Regions from separate parts of the Larimichthys crocea genome. Here region 2 is linked to region 1. The links are chromatin contacts, called in public Hi-C maps. All regions are on one chromosome and are shown on one strand. Each heading gives the region's core, a stretch centred on a gene start, on an enhancer-like site or on the middle of the called end of the contact. The rest is flanking DNA. Distances are from core to core; before and after follow the strand shown.

Region 1 (4,284 bases), core at 801-3,300:
AACACTGACTTGAATCTGATCGCTGAAGGGAAATGTCAGCTGCTGCAGCAAAGCAGATACAAGCAAACATCTTCTCACTGAAGTTTCAGGGCTGTATGTCTGTGATAATGAGTCTTCAGTGTGTGTCCAAACAATAAAAACTCCATGAACTACAACAATTTTACAGGTGATTGGATTCAAATCTTCAGGAGACTCGGGAATGTCTCCCATGGGCTTTGAGGGTCGGAGGATTGGGGAGTGACTCCTCAGACATCACTAACCTTAAGCTCGGTGATCACCTTTTGGACAACTCCATTCTTCTCCTCCTTTGCTCTGACTTTTTCTGTAAGCTTGAGGCAGCAGGAGGTTTTCTCATCAGCTGCTCTATAAACACCTTGTCCTTTCCAAAGGTGTCTTTGTCCAAGTGTTTTATGGCTTCCTCTCTCTCTGCCTCCAAGCCTTCCGATGAGTTTAGGTCTTTAGTGATCCTCCCTGCAGTCTCATCTCACCCTCTACTTGTTGTTTTGACCTTTTAAACTTCAGATTTCTGTCATTTACCTGCTGCAGGTTCAGTTCTCATTCTTTACTTTGTCCTCTTTCCATCCTGGAGCTCAGACAGAACCTGCAGCACGTTGAAGGATTCATCGCTGCATTACTTCTCCAACTACTCCTGCTACTTGTGTTGTTACCTCAGGGTCTCAGTTTCTCCTGTTCACTGCTACTACTAAAGCTGCATTATTGTCTCATTGAGGAGATGCTCCTCCATCCTTGTGTTTGTGCACAGATGTTGTGAGGGTGTGAAATGTCTCTGGATTACATAAATTATATGACCCACCTAAATAAATAAATATTTCTCATCAGGTCCCTTTTAGGATTGAATCTTCTTCTTTTAATCATTATTATCTTCCTCTTCTGCTTCTTCTTCAACAAATGAGTTATCTGTGCAACCACTATATGACCTTTGACAACATGTTGATACAATTGAGTGTTTTGATGCTTTGAGCTGACAGGAATTATGAAATCCATCATTGTTTAGACTGTCAAACTAATTGAATTAATTAACTAATCTCCTCTGACATCTTCAGACTGTCCTCCGAGCAAAGACAGAATATTTTGAATTCTGTCCCCGATGATTGCACATGATGTCAGTAAAACATCAGTTACTATGATCATATAAGGTTGATGTTCTCTGCACACTGTGCCTGTTCAAATAAAGAAAACATTTAAGAAACTGTGAGAAAAAAAATAAATTAATTAGAAAGTCCTGCTTTATATTTAGTTGCACATAATATCACACACAACATATTTTGCTATATAAACAGCTTAGTCACGTCTAATTATTTTTTTTAGATGTATAGAAATAAAACACAGAATAGGGGGGGAGGACACTTAAAAAACACAAGATAAATAGGTAGACAAGGTGCAGTGGCAAGATGATCAGAATCAGATTCAGAAATACTTTAATAATCTCAGGGGAAATTATTTTTGTTACAATAGTCCAGGTATACAAACAAAAACATATGTTAAACAAGTAATCATCTATTAGGATCAAAATATAACCGCAGGCAGGAATGATTTTCTGTATCGCTCTGTGGTGGATTTAAGAGAGAGGAGTCTTCTGCTGAAGGAGCTCCTCTGCAGAGCCAGTGTGTCGTAGTAGAGGGTGAGAGACATTGTCCAATATGGACTGAAGCCTGGACAGCATCCTCCTAGTGTCCAACTCCTCCCCCCACGACATCACCAGCTCTACTGATGATGGTAATAGTACTGATGGTATGATGGTAATGTTATTGTTAATAACAGTATATAATAATAATATAATTATAATGTATTGTTTTTTTATTATAATAAAATTATATAATAACCTTTTATGCATCTAACCTGCAAATAACAGTCTCCAGAAATAACCCGAAATTAAACTAAAACGCATCACAGTATTTCAGAAAACAGGTTCAAACACTGACTCATTCACACTGAACCGTCTTTAACTGTGAAAATATCTTTATTTCTTCACATTTACAGTCAGGCATTGCACAGGCAGCTGTAAGCTGTCAAACGGCGGGGTCCTGCTGGGTCCTTCTTCCTGCCCTGAGCCGCTGCGCCAGCCTCCAGACAGACACCGAGCACCGGGGAAAAAACGATTAATTCACCGGTAATCCTCCTCAAACCGACCGGGTCACCGGGAGTCATGATGGGCGGTAAGACCAGCGCGCTGGCCGCGGGGGTGTGCGGGGCTCTGTTCGTCGGTTACTGCATCTATTTCGACAGGAAGAGACGGAGTGACCCCAACTTCAAGAACAGGCTGCGAGAGCGTGAGTGTTGACCTCCTCCTCCTCCTCCTCTTCCTCTTCTTCCTCCTCTCCTCCTTCATCATCACAGGAACCTGGACTCGGTCCGGTCCAGCTCGGTTTAGTTCAGTCTGTCACAGCTTGTTTCAGTCTGACCAGGTGTGTCTTGTTTGATGAAGCTCTCACGCGGAGCTCCGTTCACCTGTCAGACATTTTCATGTCCTGACATTAAAACAGTTTGTTAGCAGCACAGTTAAGACCTCACACGAGTCCACAAGCTCTTCGGCTTCATTCGGCTTAATTCGGCTTAAACTCGACCAACCAAGAAACTTCAAGGATTCAAGGAGAAGGTCCTTTAAACTCAAGGAGTAATACATATTCATTGAATGACTTAATGAATGAGCTGCATGCCCCTCAGAGTGTCACATTTTCTAGTATCTGCACACTGTGCTTTCTGCTGCTGTCCAAAGATTGAATGAAAAAGTAAATCAGGTCATCCTGGGTGGCCTGAGCCCGTCCCAGCTGACTTTGGGGACACCCTGGACGAGTCTGGACACAAAGAGAGAAACACCCCCATTCACACTCACATTCACACCTACGGCCAATCTAGAGTCACCAGTTAACCTGTTCGAAGTCTTCGGACTGGACCCGAGTACCCGGAGAGATCATGCAAACTCCACACAGAAAGACCCGGTCGAGGTTCAAACCAAGAACCTTCTTGCTGCGAGTTAAAAAGTATATTCTGAATCAGAGTAAGATGACAACACTCCTGAATATTGTTCAAATACCTCATGCCATGTTCTGTCTGGTGTTCACCTTGAGCAAGGTCATGGTAAACAGATTTTTCTCAATGGAGTTTGGTTCGACTTGTGTTTAATACTCGCTGTGTAAGCCACTGGAAACCCAAATCCATAAATGCTTCTAACTATGTAATTTATGGTCTCATGCACATAAGTAGTAAACATATAAAAAGTAATCCGGGTTTGAAACATTGTCATTTGAGTTTTTGTAAACTCTCCTGCTATCTGTTTGAATTAGACGTGCTCGGACATTTATCACGCAATTAATTCTGTGAACCGATCATAAAAGATCCATCTTAGTTATCCCACAAAACCTAATAAATAAACATTAAAAATTGTCAAGAAAGGAAATGGTCTTTCATCCGTTTTCCTTATTAAACAGAAAAACACCATCTGAATTGAAGTTCTCTCTTTTACCCAACGAGGATTAATTTAATTGTCTTGTTAACTCATCATAAAACATTGAATTTAATCAGAAACTGAATAAAACTTGCCATAAACATCTTTGTTAGGTTAAACAATCACTAGCTCTGGTCTGATTTAGAAAAATAGTCAAACTATTCTGGTAAAATTACTGTTTTTGTGAAAGTGTCTGTGGCTTTTGAAGAGAGTGTTGATAACGGCTTCAATCCTCCGTCAAAAAGTCCCGTCTGTCTGCAAAATAAACCTTAATAAATAAACCTTTTTACTATTTCAAGCCAAATTTCTAGAAACATTAAGGGCACCCGAGGAGACCAGCAACAGTCTCATTCATGAAGCTGTCAGCGTCACTGTCCTACGAGCTGGGCTTTCAGCCAAATGCCGATGATGTGTTACTCGGTGAACAGTGACAGTTCAGTCTGTTATCACTGTGAGTCGAGGACCAGCAGCTATGTTAACTTCATTCAGAGCCTCCAGGTTCTGAAAGTTTGATGGTTTTAACCCTACAAGGAGTTTACACTTGTTTTGATGATCAGAGTTGGTAACTCTTAAACAAGAAGAGACAAACTGGTGCTGGTTGAGCAAATGTGCAGAGAGAGAGTCACGCTGTGTCAGCTGTTTACTGCACCACTCACACCACCGTAACGAATAATTAAGACCACGACAAAAGCTGAACTTGGTGGTTTTACAGAGAGTTGTTTGCTGCAGCTGTCTGTTTGTGAATGTCAAATGCTGTTTGTTTGAGTGAAACAGTGATCATTTGGACTCTGATTGTTTGTGTTTTTGTTGCAGGGAGA
Region 2 (4,309 bases), core at 1,169-3,668, 150 kb before region 1:
AAATATATTGCAGAACCAACTAACCACTTTACTTTTTAGCCTGTGTGTGAGTTAAATATATATATTCTGTAATATATATACCACAACACACACAAACATATATATATTATATATATAATTATACAGCGCACACACCATTCACCCTAAAAACAAACATTTTGAAGTCACCATTAAATCTGTACCTGCATGTCTTTGGACCGTGGGAGGAAGCTAAAGTACCTGGAGAAAACCCACACAGGTACAGGGATAACACGCAAACTACACACAGAAAGACATGTACTGATAAATAAATGATTTCAGTATTAAAATGTTCCAGAAACATTTCACTACTGAAATCTTCCGACAGTCTGAGCAAACTTTTATTTTGAAGGCAGAGCCATTCGATAACCGGTGTTGCCTTGGCTCACATGGAGTCGCTTCACACACCTGTGCGGTGACATCAACTCGCCTCGGTCCCTCCCACTACCGTAAACCATGCTCACACCGTTTGGCTGACCAGGTGAATGGCGACAACATCATCCAATTAAACACGAGCGCGCGTTACGTCACCAAGCTACGTTTGGCGTGAATCATATTCAACTTCATGTAAAAAAAATAAAATAAAAAAAAGGTGAAAATTTAAAGGTGAAAAATCTATTATCATTATGATGAATATCACGTTTTTGATTCTTATTACTATTCTCTGACACGTGTGTTTTTTAACACATTGTAGGAGCTTGAAGAAATACATTTCCCAATCACTGTACTTGTATGATTATGTGTGACATTGAACTGCACAGACAAATGACATCAGTGCGACAACAGTTATACAATGAAATCAGACTTCTTTTCACTGCTAAATATGGATTTTAAATAAATGAATGAATATTGGTAAATAATTTATTCCTGTGTTTGGTGGAAAAATGTATAGAGGCAATGTAGTGGATTTTATAAGACTCTAACAAAATATTTAGTTGTAAATGTATTAAAGACTAACTGTCACCTGAAGGGACTTTTGTCATTTCATTTTAATTGCACAAGCTGAAGTTGGTGCTGAAGCAGGCTGAATGACGCTGTAACCACACCCACCTGGCTACACTGTTATTATTGCATAATTTTAAGCCTAATTATAGTTTGAACAGGTGAGTTGAATAGAAATTTAGACTCAGTACAGTTGTCATGAGTGGGGAAATTAGCTATAGAGACCAAAACTGTTTTTTGTAGCAAGCTGTGAACATGTTTATTTCTGCTGTGAAGCTGTGAACATTTTAACATAGAGGCTTATGGAGACTGACTTGTTCTGTAGCCAGCCTCAAGTGGACGTTTGAGAAACTGCAGTTTTTGTCACTTTCACCTCCACCAACTTCACAACCATGAATGTTTTCCCAGGTAGGTGGCGGTTAAAAATAACTATATAAAAATTGCCAATACCTAAAAAAATATGCTAATTAGGGTAACATATTTAAAATTATTTGTTGAGGCATATTGGAAACTGTTGATGTCTGAAATGGGAAGGTTACATTTAACCCTATAGTCACAATCCTCACATGTGGCAATACAGCTGTAGATATATGTAATTGTTAATACTTACTAATGAAAAAGGAATTAATAATAATTAAATATACTTATTTAATATAATTAATAAGATTAAACATATCTGTAAATCAGTTTTGACTAGATGAAATATAAAATACACATGGTTATGTCAAAATTGTTTTACAGGCATCTTAAATTAACATTAATGGGAGTGCTATTAGTAGTTTTACTGAACATTTCCTCCACCATGTTGACGGGGAATTAGGGACACTCCTCAGGTCCCTACAGAGCTCAGCCTGGCCCCGCAGCCTCTGTGTGCCTGGGGTCGGAGCTCCACGTTGCGGCTCTAACTTGATTAAATCCGCAGATGATTCACTCTGTGACTGCGGCCATGTGCTAATCAGCTGATACGCCACAGCCGCCTCTATTTAACTCCTGCTCGGTTCAAACCACATGTTCAACCTGCCCTAGTCTGCTGCAGCTCCCACCATCACACACACACATACATGCACACCGATTCATACACACAGCATGCCTCCGTTTGAAAAAGCCCAGCTGCAGAACAAACCGTTCAAACAGAGGAAGAGCTTCGGTAAATATCTCCAACAACAACAGTGCAAGAAAAACTTTCTAAACTTTATCTGACGTTTCTTTTCTCTGTGTAGCTACGAGGAAACAAGAAGTGGCGGGGATCAGGTCCAAGTTTCCAAACAAAATCCCGGTAAGTCAGCGGTAGAAAAGCCTCATAATTAACCGGTAAAGTTGTTGTGTTTTCCTTTCCCTGTTCTCACCTGTTTTTATGGCTTCTCGCAGGTCATCATTGAACGGTACGAGAGGGAGAAATATCTTCCTCCGCTGGATAAAACCAAGTTTCTGGTGCCGCATGAACTCACCATGACTCAGTTTGTCACCATCATCAGGTAAAGTTTCCAAAAGATGGCAGATCATTCATGTGTTCTCTGAAGCAGCTCTAAGAAGTGACAGAAAACGGCCTGTTTGGAGTTGGGGACATCAGATATTGATACGACACAGGGCTGCAACTAAGATTATTTGTATTGATTAATGTGCTGCAGATTTTTTTTTTTCTGTTTTTTTTTTTTTTTTTTTTTTTTTTTTTTTTTTTTTTGTCTTGAAGGTATGTCTGAAAAATGTCTGAAGGCTTCCTAAAAGTGAATTTTATCAATTTTTTTTTTCAGCTAGTCCAGATATTCAGTTTATTTAGAAAAATTTAAAATCTTTAGAATAGCTCACAGTTTAGAAGCAGGAACCATTGACATTTCTTATATGAATCGATAAACATAAGCAGAAAATAAACTGCTCCTGAACTCGTTTGTTTCAGCTCTAGAACAATAACTCTTAAGCTGCTTACAGTACGAGCAAAAGTCTTTGTTTTTCTGGTTTTATCTTCTCCTTTTTCTAAACTCGGGAGGATTTTACAGACAAACTATATTGTGCAAAAATACTAAAAGATCAGTTTTACAGACAAACTATATTGTGCAAAAATACTAAAAGATCAGTTTTATCAGTGAAGGAGTTCTGAGGAATGTTTATATGGATAAACTCCAAATGTCACTCTTAATTGTCCATTTTGAGTTCAGTTTTGTTGTTTCCTTCAACATTTCTGAGATGCTTCTTGTTGGTCATGATTACGCAGCAGAAACTGAGTCTGTTCCTCTTTCAGTCACAACAAACTGTCCTGAAATCAAGGCACTGAGGCCAGATTACTCAAGTTTTAGTATTTCAGTAAGTGTTTTAAAGACTTTCCTGGACTGCAGTGCTTTTTTTTGCTAAAGAATCAGTTTGTCTTTCCTTCTGCTTCACATGATGATTTGTTCTGCAGAACAGATGATAACCTGATGCAGTCGTCTAAGATTTTCTCCTTATTATCTGTGTTAAAAGAGGTCCGGTCACATTTTATGTAGAAACCTTTTGAAGTATATGAACCTTATTTATGCAGCCTTTAATAGATAGTGGGTTTAAATTGTTGATACTTTAAATTCACTTAGTCATTATTCTAATCTTTACATGCAGATGTTTTTATTTGTAAAGGTTGTGATCAGTTTTTGGGACTTTGCCTAGAGATGACGGAGGGAAATGAAATTTAGTTTGTGGCTTTCAAAGAACTAAAAAAAAAAAATGTAATCCAGCACCTTAAATCCCTTTTTTTTTTTTTGCAATTTATGATTACAAACTCTCCCTTGAGTGTTATTCATTTGACCAAAAAGACAAAAGCATTGACAGTACAAATTAGTGGACAGAGCTTTTAGGTCTGCAGTAAAGCCAATGCTGAAGTGTCTGCAACATGCATTTTTTTCTTTTTTTAAATGGACAGCAAGAGGCAGATCTATTGGCTGCAACAACAAAAAAATACCTCATTAAACCGTTTTCCTCATGAGTTTAAATTCAGATCCAACTGTCAGTAGGAGTAGGAAGTGCTGCTCAAATGTCAATCAAGATTCAGTGCATTGTCTGTTTCTTCCTGCAAATGTTTCCAGAAACTGATTTTAATTACTTTCCCTGTAGCATGAGTGTTTTGTAAGCAGACAGGCCGCAATTTCACACTTTCTTTGAGCTCCACGCACTCATAGAAAAATGGTAATTTTTGTCTACAAAAAACAAGTTTGAGTCTTCAACATGGTTGTTACGAACCAAAGGTACACCAATGGGTACCAATGTGAACTGATCATTTAAAGACCAACAGACTGTACTTGTAAGTAGAGGAGGACCAGTATGAACAGGAGGGACAGTTTACAGTGACTGTTAACCCTTTAACCTAAATATACTTTAACCATCG

Evidence for each region. A called contact is a pair of places that touch in the nucleus more often than the background predicts.
Region 2: a Hi-C map of muscle shows a contact between it and region 1, with 7 times the contacts expected there. The contact joins the promoter of strn here to the promoter of tomm20b in region 1. A contact is called at or near these places in 7 of 7 Hi-C or Micro-C datasets (all in muscle).

Annotation. Positions count from the first base shown.
Region 1 is chrX:28,660,427-28,664,710 of L_crocea_2.0, reverse strand. It overlaps tomm20b (translocase of outer mitochondrial membrane 20b), which reads left to right and starts at 2,050. Exons shown (of 5, transcript XM_010741365.3): 1 at 2,050-2,291; 2 at 4,280-4,284. The coding sequence starts at 2,168.
Region 2 is chrX:28,810,649-28,814,957 of L_crocea_2.0, reverse strand. strn (striatin, calmodulin binding protein) reads right to left here and starts at 2,418. Exons shown (of 18, transcript XM_027283706.1): 1 at 2,307-2,418. It overlaps map1lc3c (microtubule-associated protein 1 light chain 3 gamma), which reads left to right and starts at 1,918. Exons shown (of 4, transcript XM_010741367.3): 1 at 1,918-2,107; 2 at 2,181-2,236; 3 at 2,329-2,435. The coding sequence starts at 2,047.